Regions from separate parts of the Mus musculus genome. Here region 1 is linked to region 2. Evidence: chromatin contacts called from public Hi-C data. All regions are on one chromosome and are shown on one strand. Each heading gives the region's core, a stretch centred on a gene start, on an enhancer-like site or on the middle of the called end of the contact. The rest is flanking DNA. Distances are from core to core; before and after follow the strand shown.

Evidence for each region. A called contact is a pair of places that touch in the nucleus more often than the background predicts.
Region 1: a Hi-C map of the N1E-115 cell line shows a contact between it and region 2, with 6 times the contacts expected there. The contact joins two enhancer-like sites. A contact is called at or near these places in 7 of 39 promoter capture datasets (the 3T3-L1 cell line, embryonic stem cells, hippocampal neurons and 3 more), 2 of 15 datasets of contacts at CTCF or cohesin (the NIH/3T3 cell line and embryonic stem cells), 48 of 484 Hi-C or Micro-C datasets (the BV-2 cell line, the C2C12 cell line, the G1E-ER4 cell line and 21 more), 2 of 115 datasets of contacts at active chromatin or transcription factors (a beta-TC-6 cell line and embryonic stem cells) and 2 of 9 other capture datasets (embryonic stem cells and pancreatic islet).

Annotation. Positions count from the first base shown.
Region 1 is chr5:48,342,959-48,350,423 of GRCm38.p6, forward strand. No RefSeq gene overlaps it. Among named protein-coding and RNA genes, the nearest start is that of Pacrgl, 26 kb to the right of the region's middle. Within about 2 kb of position 2,628, at least 19 of the 459 cell types and tissues checked have an H3K27ac peak or open chromatin away from gene starts, as enhancers often do. A contact at or near this core is called in the N1E-115 cell line, where this site is marked.
Region 2 is chr5:48,231,486-48,238,708 of GRCm38.p6, forward strand. It overlaps Slit2 (slit guidance ligand 2), which reads left to right. Exons shown (of 36, transcript NM_178804.5): 17 at 427-570; 18 at 3,853-3,996; 19 at 5,771-5,937; 20 at 6,891-7,023. Among named protein-coding and RNA genes, the nearest start is that of Mir218-1, 11 kb to the left of the region's middle. Within about 2 kb of position 3,141, at least 4 of the 459 cell types and tissues checked have an H3K27ac peak or open chromatin away from gene starts, as enhancers often do. A contact at or near this core is called in the N1E-115 cell line, where this site is marked.

The DNA of each region.
Region 1 (7,465 bases), core at 1,378-3,877, 110 kb after region 2:
AACTTCCATTGGGAAGAGGAGAGTTAAGATCCACTAAGGTAAACGTAGACCTTACTCTATTGAGGTAAGGAGTTTCGGGGAAGGGGCTGGATTCGAGTACTTGACCGCAGGAGAGAAATCACAGTGATACTCGAAGTTACTTAGTGAACTTGCTTATTTTAAACAGCCACTAGCCCTTCCACTCACGAGAATATCATGGAGCATTTCAAGAGATGACGATTTGCCGAGGAAGCAAGCATAAATGCCTCTCCCAGGCAGCATCAGGTCAAACAATGTATGAAGGCCAATGAAAAAAAAACAGCCAGAGCACAGGGATGTCACGAAGCACTTTGGTGAAGGAAGAATTCAAACTGACAAACTGAGTTGTTTTTTTTTAATTGGATATTTTGTTTGTTTGCATTTCAAATATTATCCCCTTTCCTGGTTTTCCCTCTTCAAACCCCCTACTCCCCCCCACCCCCTTACCCTGCTTCTATGAGGATTCTCCCCCACCCACCTACCCACTCCTACCTCCCCTCCTTAGCATTCCTCTATACTGGGGCAACAAGCTTTCACAAGACCAAGGGTCTCCCCTCCCATTGATGCCAGATTAGGCCCCTTCAGCTCCTTAAGTCCTTCCCCTAACTCCTCCACTGGTGCCCCTATGCTCAGTCCAGTGGTTGGCTGAGAGCATCTGCTTCTATATTGGTCAGGATCTGGCAGAGCCTCTCAGGAGACAGTTGTATCAGGTGTTTTAAATCAAGCACACAAAAGCTGGCGCTCTTCATGAGTTCATGAAGTTCTCAACTTCAGGGGATATCTTGGTCAGGCTGTTCTGAGAATGGCCACTTGGAAAGAGTTGTTCACCCTACAGAAAGGTCCTTTGAAGCGGAAGTAGCCTGTCATTTTCCTTACACCGTCAAAAATACTTAACCTTAAGTATCATTATTCACTTATTTAATCCAAACTCAAGGTTAAACCCTTGAGATGAGAGATGAACAAAACGGGCCTGGAAATTAAGCAAGGATAGCTGTCATCTGACTAAATGGGAGCGTGAGCAACTGTCTCAATATGTGTGTATCTGATTTCCTGGGTGTATAGATGTGTGTGTGTGTATGTTTGTGCCCAACTCACTACAGTTCAACAAATATTTTGTAGATGCTAACTATGTACAAATCTCTGTATCAGATGCTACACGAGCATTGAATGAATTAAGTTCTCTCCCTAAAGAACTCAGAATATTGATTCTTCTATGTGCCATCTGCCACATATCACTATGTTTAAAAGGCTTTACCTTTGATTTATTGAGGGCTTTGGAATCTTATTTTTTTTGTCTGGCTTTTAACAGCTTTAGCCGTGCACCTTTCCCTCACCTCCTGGCTACAGCCCTCAGCTTCATCTTTTCCTGAAGAAAAGAGATTTCCTCCTAGAAGTGGCTCCGAGAAGAGAAGAACTGTCTAAAGAGAGAAATTAACCCTTTCAGACTCCCCAGGTGCCATCGCTAAATGTCCTGTAAAACTCTTTCCTCATTACTACCTGGAGGGAGAATGGTCCTGAAGAGTGGCAGCCATCACACTAAACCTCACGCTGCTCGCTTATTTCCCTCCAGAGTTATCTCCCGGAGGGGATAGCGGGCCATCACTGCAAAGGCAAAGAAGACTGGGAGGTATTGACTTAAAAAGAAGAACAAATCCTGGAGTGGGTAGCTCCTGTGGTCTGTGTTGAGCTCTCTGAGGCTCTAGGTCAAATCCCCTGGATAGGTGAAAGTTGTGAACTGAAGATTCTATTGCTCAAAATGCTCTGAAACACTGGCGTCTCCTAAAGCCTGAACGTGAACTCCCTGGATTATCAGAGCGCAGGGAGGCTTCAAGTGACCCAATAGGGACTGACTGGACCAGGCCATTATGCTCACTCACTCTGATTGTTAATGATTTTTGTAACTTATCTACAAAAGCATAGATGAATCTTATTTTTTTATGCTCTTAAATTTGAATCACTAGTTAGCACTTTTCACTTTGGAAAAATACTTGATTCAATACTAACAAATCCTTCCTTTGTTTGAACAAGTTTTCAATGCCTAAGAACACGTTGCTCAGTACTTGTGGGCTTTAACACTCCTCTCTGTAGGGCTTTAGAAGATAAGGCCTACACTGATTCTTTGGACCAGTTTATATTCTTGTCTGCTGACCCAAGATTCTACCTGATGTGTTTTGATGTCAGAATTCTGCCTCTAAACTTTAAAAAACAATAGCATGCTGCTATTCATAGATCAAGTGATTGCCCGTATTGCTCTAACTTGCAACACTGAAAGACTATGACAAACAGAAACTGAGTGTTCAAGAATCTAATATTTAATGTAGCCCACAGTGCCAACTAGTGATCAAATTCAACTGCTGGGTCTTCAAACAAACGTTCTTAGTGGAACACGCTCTCTTTAACTTCAATTAAAAAAAAGAAAGAAAAAAATCTAAAGCAGAAAGCACTTTTCCTGGAATCTAAGCCCTACTGGTATTCTTGAGCCCAGGTATGATATAAGAACAAGCAGTCTATTATATGAGGTTAAAAGTATCTTTCAAAATGTCTCAGCAGACATTTTATCTCCTACTCATTTGCCTGCCCTCCCTCTTTGGTCAAGATAAACATTCCCAGCTAGTGCCTACTGCATTTAGCCTTACCACATTTTCCTATGTGTTTCTGTGCTGATCCTATTTCCTGCTTTTAAACTGTACAAATATATAACAATAAAGACGATCATTTTGCTAGCAATTGAATTACAAAATGTGTTCTGTTCCCCGCTAATGAAACCTCTATCTTGTTCAAAATCTCCAGCAAATAGCTTTTATATTTTTCTTTTCTGCAATTTGCCAGCTGACAATGGAAACCAGTTAAAGCAGGAATGCTGCAGGCAGAAGTATGAGAACTAGTTATTTAGTGCCATCTAGTGGCCATTAGAAAATTTGACTAAGGGTTTGAATCATCCCTTTCCTTTTTGACCAAAAGGAGAAATACAAGTCTCTGTGTGTTTTATCTACCCAGTTTTGAAGTCTTAATTCTTGAAAAAAATCTCAAACAAAATAATAAAATGTGAGTAAATCAATTATAATTAAATTTATTTCAAGTGTCCTATTCAGTCATGTCTCAATCATGTCAAGTGAAATCCACATAGAACAAAGGGATAAAAACAAGAATTGCTTTCTTTACAAAGTGCTGGGCTATCATTTTAGTGAAGACAATAAGGTTGTAACTAACTTTATTCACTGTAGGTAGCAAATGTATGCATAACACTGATGGAGCAAACTTCATCATTTTCCTTCATTCTGTCTTCTTTAAATGGCTTAACTTATACCTAGCACTGGGCTCTTTAGATTCTCATAAGGGTCAAAGATTAAAGTCTGTTCCTGCCTCCAAGTAGGAATTAATGTTGCAGATAGTCTGGCATTAAAAGTGGATTGTGGGGTGGTGAGTGGGGAAATGGTTCAGTGGTTAAGAGCTCTGGCTGTTCTTCCGGAGGACCCAGGTTCAAATTGCAGCACCCACATGACAGCTCACAACTGTCTGCAACTCTAGTTTTGGGGGATCAGACACCCTCACTTATGCAGGAAAAGTACCCATCAATGCAAATAAAATATTCTTAATTACTTAAAAACTGTAAAAGAATGGTGGAGGATAGAATCACGGAAGAACTTTTTCATAGGACATTGGTGCTGCCTGCCACAGGCCCCACCATGGGTATTTGTGATGTGTGTGTTTCACAGTTGTGTTTCATCTACTTAGGAAGTTAAGGCATAAGGATCTCTTGAGCCTAGGTCATCAAGGTTAACCTAGGCAATGTAGTTAAGTCTCTTGTCTCAGAAACAGTAAAAAGGGAGGAAGGGATAGAGGGAAGGGGAGTTAAATGAGAGGGAAAGAAGGGGACAGACAGAGAGACAGAGACAGAGAGACAAGACAGAGAGAGAGAGACAGTGACAGAGACAGAAAGACAGAGACAGAAAGACAGAGACAGAAAGACAGAGATAAAGACAGAAGAGAGAGAGAGACAGAGAGAGACAGGGGGGAGAGAGAGAGAGAGCCCAAGGAAGAACTAACAATGCAGAATATGTCTCTGCATTCAGAGTGTGACTCTCAGCTTCAGAAGTTCTTATTGCTCTGTGGAAACTCATTTCTCTCTTCCTTTAAGCACTTCAGCTAATTGTGCAAGTCCCACCCACAATAAGAAGGTCTACATTTCTTTCCTGTACCTATTGATTGTAAACTTCGCTGAAACGTCCTCATAGAAACATCCAGAATAATGCTTGACCAAACATCTGAATGCAGGAAGTTCAATGACTTTGAGCCAGTGAAATGATCATCACATCAAAAAGTTCACAGAAGAAAAGAAGAAGGATTTGGGAAAAGAAAGAAGGAGGTTTGGAAACCTGTTCATCATGCGTTTGTATGATGAATGCATGGCTCTAACCAACAAGTCCAGCGATGGACAGCCTTCAGACATCATTGGGTTGGCTGCATTGTACAGCTGAAGCAATACAGCCCAATGCAGCAGAGCCTGCTTATGCCCTAGGACTCAGCAAAAACAGGCACTTTATCAGCACTTGGGTAAGGGAGCTAGCATCACATATCCCAACCATTAAAAAGGCATTGCCGTAGGTTTTCTATTGCTCGCCCTGTGAGGGCAGAAAGGGTTTGTTTTACTTGCACTTCTACATCACAGTCCATCGCTGGTGGAAGTCGGGACACAAATTTAAGGTCAGGATCTTGAGGTAAGAGCTGATGCAGAGACCAGGGAGAAGTGCTCCTTATTGGTTTGCTCGGCATCGTTTCCTTTCTTATTTATTTATTTATTTATTTAATTTTTTGAGACAGGGTTTCTCTGTATAGTCCTGGCTGTCCTGGAACTCACTTTGTAGACCAGGTTGTCCTCGAACTAGAATTCCACCTGCCTCTACCTCCCAAGTGCTGGGATTAAAGGCGTATTCCACCACCACTGCCCGGCTCAGCATGCTTTCTTACAGTACCCAGGCCCACCAGCCTAGAGGTGATGGTTTCCATAATGGACTGGGCTTTCCAACATCAATCACTTAATTAAGAAATTATTAAGAAAATCCCTACAAGGTTTGCCTCCAGCTCAATCTTTCTTCTTAAGACTCTTTTTTTTTTATTGGATTATTTTCTTTCTCTACATTTCAAATGTTTTCCCCTTGCCAGGTCTCCCCTTCGGAACCTCCCCTATTTCCTCTCCCCTGCCTCTATGAGAGTGCACCCACTCCTGTCTTCCTGCCCTGGCATTCCCCTACACTGGGGCATTGAACACCCTCAGACCCAAGGGCCTTTCCTCCCACTAATGTCTAACAAGGCCATCCTCTGCCACATATGTGACCAACACCATGGGTCCCTCAATGTGTATTCTTTGGTTGGTGATCCAGTCTTTGGGAGCTCCAGGGGGACTGTACAGCCCAATCTTATAAAGGTATTTTCTCAGTTAAAGTTCCCTCCTCTAAGAGGACTGTAGTTTGTATGAAATTGAAAGAGAAGAAGAAGAAGAAGAAGAAGAAGAAGAAGAAGAAGAAGAAGAAGAAGAAGAAGAAGAAGAAGAAGAAGAAGCAGCTAGCCAGAGCAAATTTGGAGCCATGCAAATTGAAAGAAATCCCCTAGTGTTACACCTCCCAGCTTTTGATGATAGGTGAGGCAAGCTGCAACAACTTATATTTCACCTCAGAAGAGGTGTTTTAACATACTGGGAACTACTGTGTTTATAGATATTTTGGCTTGGGTTTTTGTAAATACCCAAAATACACAAAATAAGAACTTCTTTTTTCTTTTCTTTTTCTTTTTTTCTTGGATATTTTATCTATTTACATTTCAAATGTAAGAGCTTCTTTTTTAAAAAGACAGACAATTTCAGGTTATTTATGTGGAACTTGAGTTGGTAAATTTGATATAGAGCTGACTCCTTATTTTCTCACTTTCTCTAGGGCAGTCAGGAGCAACTAGCTGATCTCATTAGATTCATTAGCTTGGCCGCAGCGTTTTAAGGTATCAAATACATGTTCACAGAACTTTGCCTTTTAGAATAAAGTCAATATTCATTACTCACAGATTCGGTGCTTGCCGATTCATCTATTCACTCAATTGTCTTTTAACTTCAAAAGCAACAGTCACAGCACTTTTGTAATCACTCACTGACTTGCATAGACCAGCAGAAATTTTGAGTTGTCTGACATAGCCATTCCCAGTTGGATCGAACAAGGTGACATTCTGCCACCTGGTTTTGGCTGTCACATAGACATGACCAGACCACCACAATGGGAAGGAGCAGTGCAGCATAGAACCAAATATTGTATTTCTGGGGCCAGTTGGGTAGGATTTGAATCCCAATTCTAGTCCATAGTACTGTTTTTAACCAAAATCTCAGTCATTCAATTTTATCAATCAAGACTCGGGAGCCAGATACTGGGTGAATGCTTTCTAGCTCAGAGAGACAGAGAAAGCACCCAGCTGAACCTCCTTCACAGGGTGGCCCCAAAGGCAGTTCCCCTTTTTCACACACCTCAGAAAACCCTCAATCTGAATGCCCCTCCTTTCTACTTCCTGTGTGTCTTTCTGTCCATTCTCCCTCTTACTCTCTATTTTTTTTTTCTTATGTTCACTTCCTGTTAGCTGGTTGGGTTGCTTGCTCTGACTTTTGACCTTTGGTTGACTTTATTTAATCCTGTTTACATTAAACAGAAAGCTCTTGGATTAAAGGTGTGTGCTAGTACTGAACCACACCACAAATAGAAACAGGTTTTTATACAAAATCTCCAGGGTTCACAGTGTGATCAAATAACCTGCTACAACATGAGCAGGGCAAGACACTGATGCTCATTTATAAAATTAAAAAACAGTATTTGTCAGGTGATGTGCAATCTGTATGAGATATAGATATGTTGTGTGGGAATAGATGTATCTGCTCTGCGAACCCATGTTTCATAATGATCAATCCAGTGTTCACATACATTTATGAAAAATGGGAGTTAACTGTGTTTTACTATGGTCAACGAACTTTGGCATTATACAAATCTCTATTGCCACATCAGACCACTAGTGTTTTCTTACATAAAATAGAAATATAAATGACTTTAATTAGATTAGACTCAATTGAAACAATCAGTCCAAAACTGGCTTCCTTATCATTCTATTCTAGAACATCTCTACCACTCTTGTCACTGAAAAATGTGTACAAAGGTTCAATGAGAGAGACAGAGAGAGACAGAGAGACAGAAACAGGGAGTTGAGAGAGAGAAGGAAAGGAATGGACAAGGAAAGAGAGATTTCATGAAACTGGTTACAATTACTGTAGTAGTTTGAGAGGGCTGAAATCTGTAGTAGGCTGAGTAGCTGGAAACTGAGGCAAGACTTGATACTGTAGTTTTGAGACAAAACTTCTTCAGGAAAAAATGTTATTTTCCAGGGCTTTAAAACTGACTGACTAATGTCCAATATACATTTT
Region 2 (7,223 bases), core at 1,891-4,390:
TTTGATCCTCACAGAAGAAAATTCAAATATGGTAGCCAGACATCCAAGATTTGGGGAGATACTGAAAAGTTAATGACGGGGGCCTGCTAAGCCAGAACAGCCTACAGGGCCGCATAAAAGCTTTATGTAACCAGATAACCAGCCTCAACAATTTTAGACTCCTGCTGATCATTGCAGTTCATTTTGACCAGAATTTGGCTGCTATTTCTCTTTCGTGGTTCTTCTCTCTTAGTGTTAGTGTTCTTCTGACTTGATGGATTAGAAAAATGTCTTGTCCAAGTCTTCGCAATACTGGCAGTGAAAGTCTGAAGTTGTGGAAGACTTGTGTGTTTACTCATTAGATTTAAAATGACCAGATACATCTCTGGAGTGCCGTATGTGCCTGGGCAGCCGTTTATGATCTGTGCTTTACCACTCTCTATCTAGCAACTTTAGCAACAATAAGATCACGGATATCGAGGAGGGTGCATTTGAAGGCGCGTCTGGTGTGAATGAAATTCTTCTCACCAGTAACCGTTTGGAAAATGTTCAGCATAAGATGTTCAAAGGACTGGAGAGCCTCAAAACATTGTAAGTATTTCTGGCTCACATTAAAGTGGGTTAATGTCACTGTTCTTTATCACCTGGGGACAGGGGATTTTGACTTCCCTTCTAGCTCAGTGGCTCAATATCTCAGACATAACCATGTGAACAGAATGACTGTCTCCATCCAGAGGCTATGTTTAAATGTTCCTGTGCTGCTTCAGTAGAAAAGAAGCCGTGAAGGGGATCAACCCTTTATGGTCTACTACTAAGAAAATATGCTAAGGGCTTTCTATGTTTGCTTAGTGATAGGGGGTTTGGAAGGAACAAATTCTCTGTGTCTCCCAAATGGTGTTTATATAGAGAAGACAAGACTTGGATCAAATGGTAAATGCAGCACTTTGTATTGTTTAAATTATCTCGGTGAATCTTTATAATAATGTTTGCCAAAAGTAGTGACTCTTAAGCCAGATGAGAGAAAACATGAAATTCTAAAACAGTTGTGTTAGCAAATAAAAGAATCTATTAGCAGTCAAGAAGCAGCCCTTGACAAGGCAGTAAACATAGGCTCAAGCAATAGCATGTTACCTAACCATGAGAACTGTGGATAATGGACATGTGGGAAGTCCCTGATCTTTATGAGAGGAAGAGAGAGAAAGGTATTTCTCTAGCTGATTTTGTTAATAGCGTCCCTAATTTAGGTCTGGCAAAAACAAAAACAAAAACAAAGAAACTCTGTACATTAGAATAGATGTGTGCTCCAGTGTTGCCCAACCTAACAATCCAGCAAGGTCACATGTCAATCGCAGACCTCTCTCAGGGACTAGTTTTGAATCACTCTAAAATGTTATACGAACAGTTTCTGAGCATGTCTGTGGGGGATATATTGAAAGTGTATTGAAAGATAACTAAGAAAATACGCCTGCTTCTTTATTTCCTTTGGCTGTCCAAGATTACTCAACAAATGAGAGCACTTCCCTTCTTCCACAGATGTTGAGGGTCTTTTCGTTGGTAATAGAAATACTATGAAGAAGGTAAGGGGAACCGGTTAGAAATTTATCCATATCAGCCCATCTGTGCTGCCACAGCACGATACCACAGACTGAACACTGCACACACATCTCTCATGTTTCTGGATATAGATATTCACCATGAAATTCAAGTTTTTTTTCAGTCCATCTTCTAAGCTACAGGCTTTGTTCTTGCCTAGTTTACTGCTGTAGATGCACATGGCCTTCAGTCTGCATTCTTATGTAGAGATAAGCAGAGAAAGTGAGATGTATGCGGTCTTCAGGGTGTCTTTCTCTTTATATAAAAGTTTAGAAAATGATATAGGCTCTCTCCAAAGGCAGTCAAATTAGGTGATAAGAGCTTCAATGTGTGAATTAGGGGAGTCATAATTCAGTCTGTAGTATCACCCTGGACAGCATATCAAAGTATTTATTTTGAGTAGATACAAAAACAGAATACTGCCTAAAAGTTCTCTGAAATCAGCTTTCTCCATTTTCTCTCTACGGATGCATTTCTCCTGTTTATGTTGTACCCGCACTCTTTCTCCTCAGTTCAGTTGTTCCAAGAAATATAGAGCAATTGAGAGTCAAACTTGTGGTTTCCATCTACGAGAGTAGAAGTGTCTAGATCTATCCTTCTACACAGTCTCTGAGGTTTGGTATTCTGAACATTTGAATTCCTCAGCAATAATAGGATAGTTAGCAATACATGTGCATAGTTCAACAAGTTATGAAATGTCCTGAGACATCAGACATCAGGCAAAGCTGGCTCTATTCATGTGCTGGAATTTTTTTCAAAAGAGAAGTTTTTTTCAATTCCCTCAAGGGTCTCAGAACTCCAGTAAGATAAAGCCCACTTATCTCCGTTATTCGTGACAAAGGAAATTGCTGATAAGGACATGTGCATTTGTTTCTGACTATCCAGTGATGCCTGGATAGGAGGGCACCATCTTTCTTCTTATCTATGGCTAAGAAGAAATAGAATATTTTTATTTTTTGTTTATTACTGAACATATTGTTTTAAAGCAACAACATTTTCATCATCTGTCTTAGAGTTTGTTTGCTGTGATATCATTCCATGACCAAGAAAAAAAATGGAAGGGAAAGGATTTACTTACTCATATACTTTGAGGTCATGGTTCCTTATCGAAGGAACTGTGTATGTGTTTGCATGAACTCAAGGCAGGTGTCTGGAAGCAGGAATGGATGCAGAGGTCCTAAATGAGTGCTGATTGCTTGGCTTGCTTTTCATGAATTGTTCAGTCTACCAATCAAATCCATGGGTGGTACATGCCCACAGATTTCAGCCTTCCCATACCAATGGCCAATCAAAAAGAATGTAAAATAGGATTGTGCACAGACCAATATTCTAGGGTTATATTCTCAACTGAGGTCTTCTTTTTCCTAACGACTATAGCTTGTGTCAAGTTGACATAAAACTAGCCAGCATAATGTTTCTCTTTTTATATTTGCCTCCTTCTTCTGGTGGAGTGATTACCCTGAGTGTGGAAAGATCAATAAATTAATTTTTCATGAGTTCTGAATAATAGGTAATGCAACTACAGATTTGTAAATGAGGGTTTCTTCCTTCTTGAAAACCACCCGATAAACAGCTCAGAGAGGAAGGAACTGGGAACTAAGCCAGTGCTTTAGCAGCAGCAAGGAAATGACAACACTGTTAATCCTGTTAATGACAATGTCAAAAGTAGAGTTTATTCAAGGCCAACCTATTTAACCTTTGTTGTATATTGCATTTATTCCTTTGGGGAGTTCTGAACTTGAAACTATGGACAGATTTTTTCATAAATAAAACAATCGGATGCAGGCTTGGTGGATGCTCAGTCACGCTTGACTCCCTCTGTTCTTGTCAGACAGTGAGTCACTAAGTCCCTGAAATGCCCTCAGTTCTCCGTCTGCATTGCCTATTGATTCTTCCCTCCCTCCTTCTCTTCCATCTCAAATGTCATACTCTTCTGAATACACAAATCGCTGGGCTCCAAGGACTCTGAGTAGGTGACTTAGGACATGATGTGATCAGGCAAACATAATTATATCATCAAAAGAAAACATGTTATCCTCATCATAGGACTGCAAATCCACATGGTGACATGTCTTCTGCGGCTTAATAAAGGCACTGGTGATTCTATGCATTCTATTCAGCCAGGATGGCTTCCAGAATATAGCCACCCCTAGGGGGAAAGACGTTCAAAATAGTAACAAATGCTACATATTTGATAAAGGCATGATTTTTGATTCTCAGAGAGGCAAAATTGAATGTCTGATATTTCATCTCCAAACAATGTCTTTTTCCTTCCCCCAGGATGCTGAGAAGTAATCGAATAAGCTGTGTTGGGAACGACAGTTTCATAGGACTCGGCTCTGTGCGTCTGCTCTCTTTATATGACAATCAAATTACCACAGTGGCACCAGGAGCATTTGATTCTCTCCATTCATTATCCACTCTGTAAGCAGAAAAGCATTGCCTTCATCCAGTGGCTCTCCATCTTCCCAGTGCCATGACATAGTTATACTGCTCTTCACGTTGTAGTGACTCCCAGGCATAAAATTATGTTCGATGCTACTTCACAATGTAATTTCACTACTGAAGTGAATCATAATGTAAATATTTATGTTTATGTAAATATTATGTTAATACCATAAACATTATGGTACTAGGTGACCCCTGTGAAAGGGTCCTTGGACCCCTAAAAGGGGATATGATCCACAGGTTGAAAACTGCTGCTTTTATCTATGGCTTGCAATAGTGTATTATATTTCTTACCCTTAATTTTTAATTAATTGCTAAACATTCTATAACACTTAACCTTGTATTTAGGCATTTGTAAAAGGACAACCTTATCTTAGCCTTGCTTTAATTTTTCTAAAATTACTATGATGTTTATTACATAAAATTTGATATAGTATTTTTCAGCTAGTTGTTTTTATAATAATGGAGTTAATGATGTAGCTTAAATTTAGAATTATAAATTATTCTAACTTGAACAAGCAAATGTCCCAGATGTCCTCTCATATTCTAAACAATAAACATTTTAACATAAGTATTATAAAAACAGAATTGATAGATTTATTACCAACCATCTATACTCTAAAAGAATCATTCTTGGTGACAAGAGAATATAAAGATGAACAGATTGAAAGTAAAAGCTATTTACCAGAGGCCAATTACTATGACTTTGAAAAATTTGGACAGAATGAGTTGAGCCTATTTCAGGAAATATTTTATGTAGACAACTTGAAACTTGAGAATAGTTCTATGTCTACAAACAGAACTCAAAAAAAAAAAACGCTTAAAAATAAACTTTGAACAATGAATTCCAGGCCTTTTTTATGTCTCAACAAGTTGTTTGCTATCACAGCTCTATTAACTGATGGTTTCCCTGTCACAGCAGTTTCTAAGTCCTAACCTAATTCAACAGAATGGGGATAAAGGATAGTTAGGACAGTTCCATAAACATGTCTGAGACTGCTCAAGTCACTGAAACAAAGAAAGAGAATCAAGCATCCATTTATCAGTAGAGTACTTAATCCCTGTCCCACATCAAGTGTGACATTTTACATGGAGAGACTAATTTGTGCATATTAAAGATGGCATGTTTATAAATAATACGACTGTCAATAGGTTTGTGCTTAAGTATGAGATGCCAAAAGTATTGAGATTTGTAGACATAAATTCATTTTTATAACTGGCATTTAATCAACTCAGCTGTCAGTTTGGATAGGAAAGCTATTCTCTGGAGCAAGCAAGAGATGGAAATCTTGAGATGACAAATTACGGGAATAGCTGTCGTCAGGTTAAACTCAATAATATAAGGTAATCAGCCCTCATCTTTATATTAAATCACTGCTTTATCAGCACAGGAGAGTTTGACAGTAAGTTAGATCTCTGACATGTTTAGATATTTGTAAGTGAAGTATCTATCACAACCCACTGCATAAACCCCAGATTACTGCCTTCATATATTTTTGGCATAAAGTTTTTCGAAGAATTTTCTAATGAGAATGTATTGTCTTTTAGTTCCAGGTATGCAAATTTTAGAAAAAATATGCATGCCATTTTGTATATGATTGTGTGCATATAGAGAAATGAGCCTTCAAAGACCGTGGGAGGGGGCGGGAATCATTGTAAGCAAAAGTGTGTGGAGAAATGATCACCTAGGATATAGAAAAACAAGATTAACTCTAAGCTGAACTATGCTTTGTTTACATGTGGTGCTTAGAAACCTCTTGGCCAATCCTTTCAACTGTAACTGTCACCTGGCATGGCTGGGAGAATGGCTCAGAAGGAAAAGAATTGTAACAGGAAATCCTCGATGCCAAAAACCCTACTTCCTGAAGGAAATCCCAATCCAGGATGTAGCCATTCAGGACTTCACCTGTGATGATGGTAAGAAATGCATGACCAATCATGGGTCTTAGATCTTCATTCACAGGACCAACCTGATGCTCTGTCATCCAGGGGACCATGCTTCCTTTAGTCCGGTAAAACAAGGTAGCAAACAGGGCTCATGGTATGGCAAAAATATTTTTAAAACAACTCTCACATCATGGTCCAGTTTATATCTAAGGACTGTGCAGTGTTCTTTGTAGCTTCATTCTTTGTTCTAGCAAGACATTTGTGTTTCTCAGGTTGCTATTTCACATTCAAGTCTACCGAATGCCTACTTGTAAATGTTCTAGAAGAATTCCAAGCTCCCAACTTGTGAATGATACTCATAGAGCTTAATTTTAGCCTTATTTTTCTCAGTGTGTCTTTTAGAGGGAATTGTTTCCAAATCTGAAAAGCAAAACAAAAATCCATTATAATCTAGAAGTTCTATTAAAACCAATCAGAGTCAGTCTCCCCTCTCTCATGCTCTTGGGCCATTGCTTTCGTGCTCACTGTAGTCCTATGAGTTGGGTAGAGCAAGTTCTGTTATTATTACCAGTGAACAGGGAGCTAACTGGAATTTGACATTTTTAATGTGTGATTCTAAAAATTTGAAGGTAATCTGCCCCTTTATGTCTATCTCTTTATAACTTCTTCTTAATCCAGTTTCTATTTGGATATCCTGATCAAAAACTGTATAAGTAACTGGACAAATAATTACCTATTAAAATTAAAATTATGTTTGTAGTACTAAAATGTGAACTATTTTTCTGAAATCCTGTCTTAGGGATCCCAAAATTAGTGCATACACAATGCCAATCTGTAAGTACTTAGTGCTATATACAGAAGTGATATGTTTTTATTTACATAGCTCAATACCCTTGTTTTTGTTAAATTTTTCAAAACATAAAAACTCCATTCTAGTCCCTTCTAAACTGTAAATCTGTCTGTGTTTTTCTGTGGTGATCTAGGAAATGATGACAATAGTTGCTCTCCACTCTCCCGTTGTCCTTCTGAATGTACCTGCTTGGATACAGTGGTACGATGTAGCAACAAGGGCTTGAAGGTTTTGCCTAAAGGTATTCCAAAAGATGTCACAGAGCTGTAAGTACAGTTTGTCCTCCTTGTTTCCTTTCTGTACCTCCTATTAAATGCAGTGACAAAACCAACATTATGTGAGAGAAGATTTATTTTTCTTACAAGTCCATCATTACAAGAAAATCAAGATAGTCACTAGAAGCAGCTAGTCACATCAACAGTCAACAATAAAGAGAGAATGAATTTATGTAGATTCATTTGTGTTC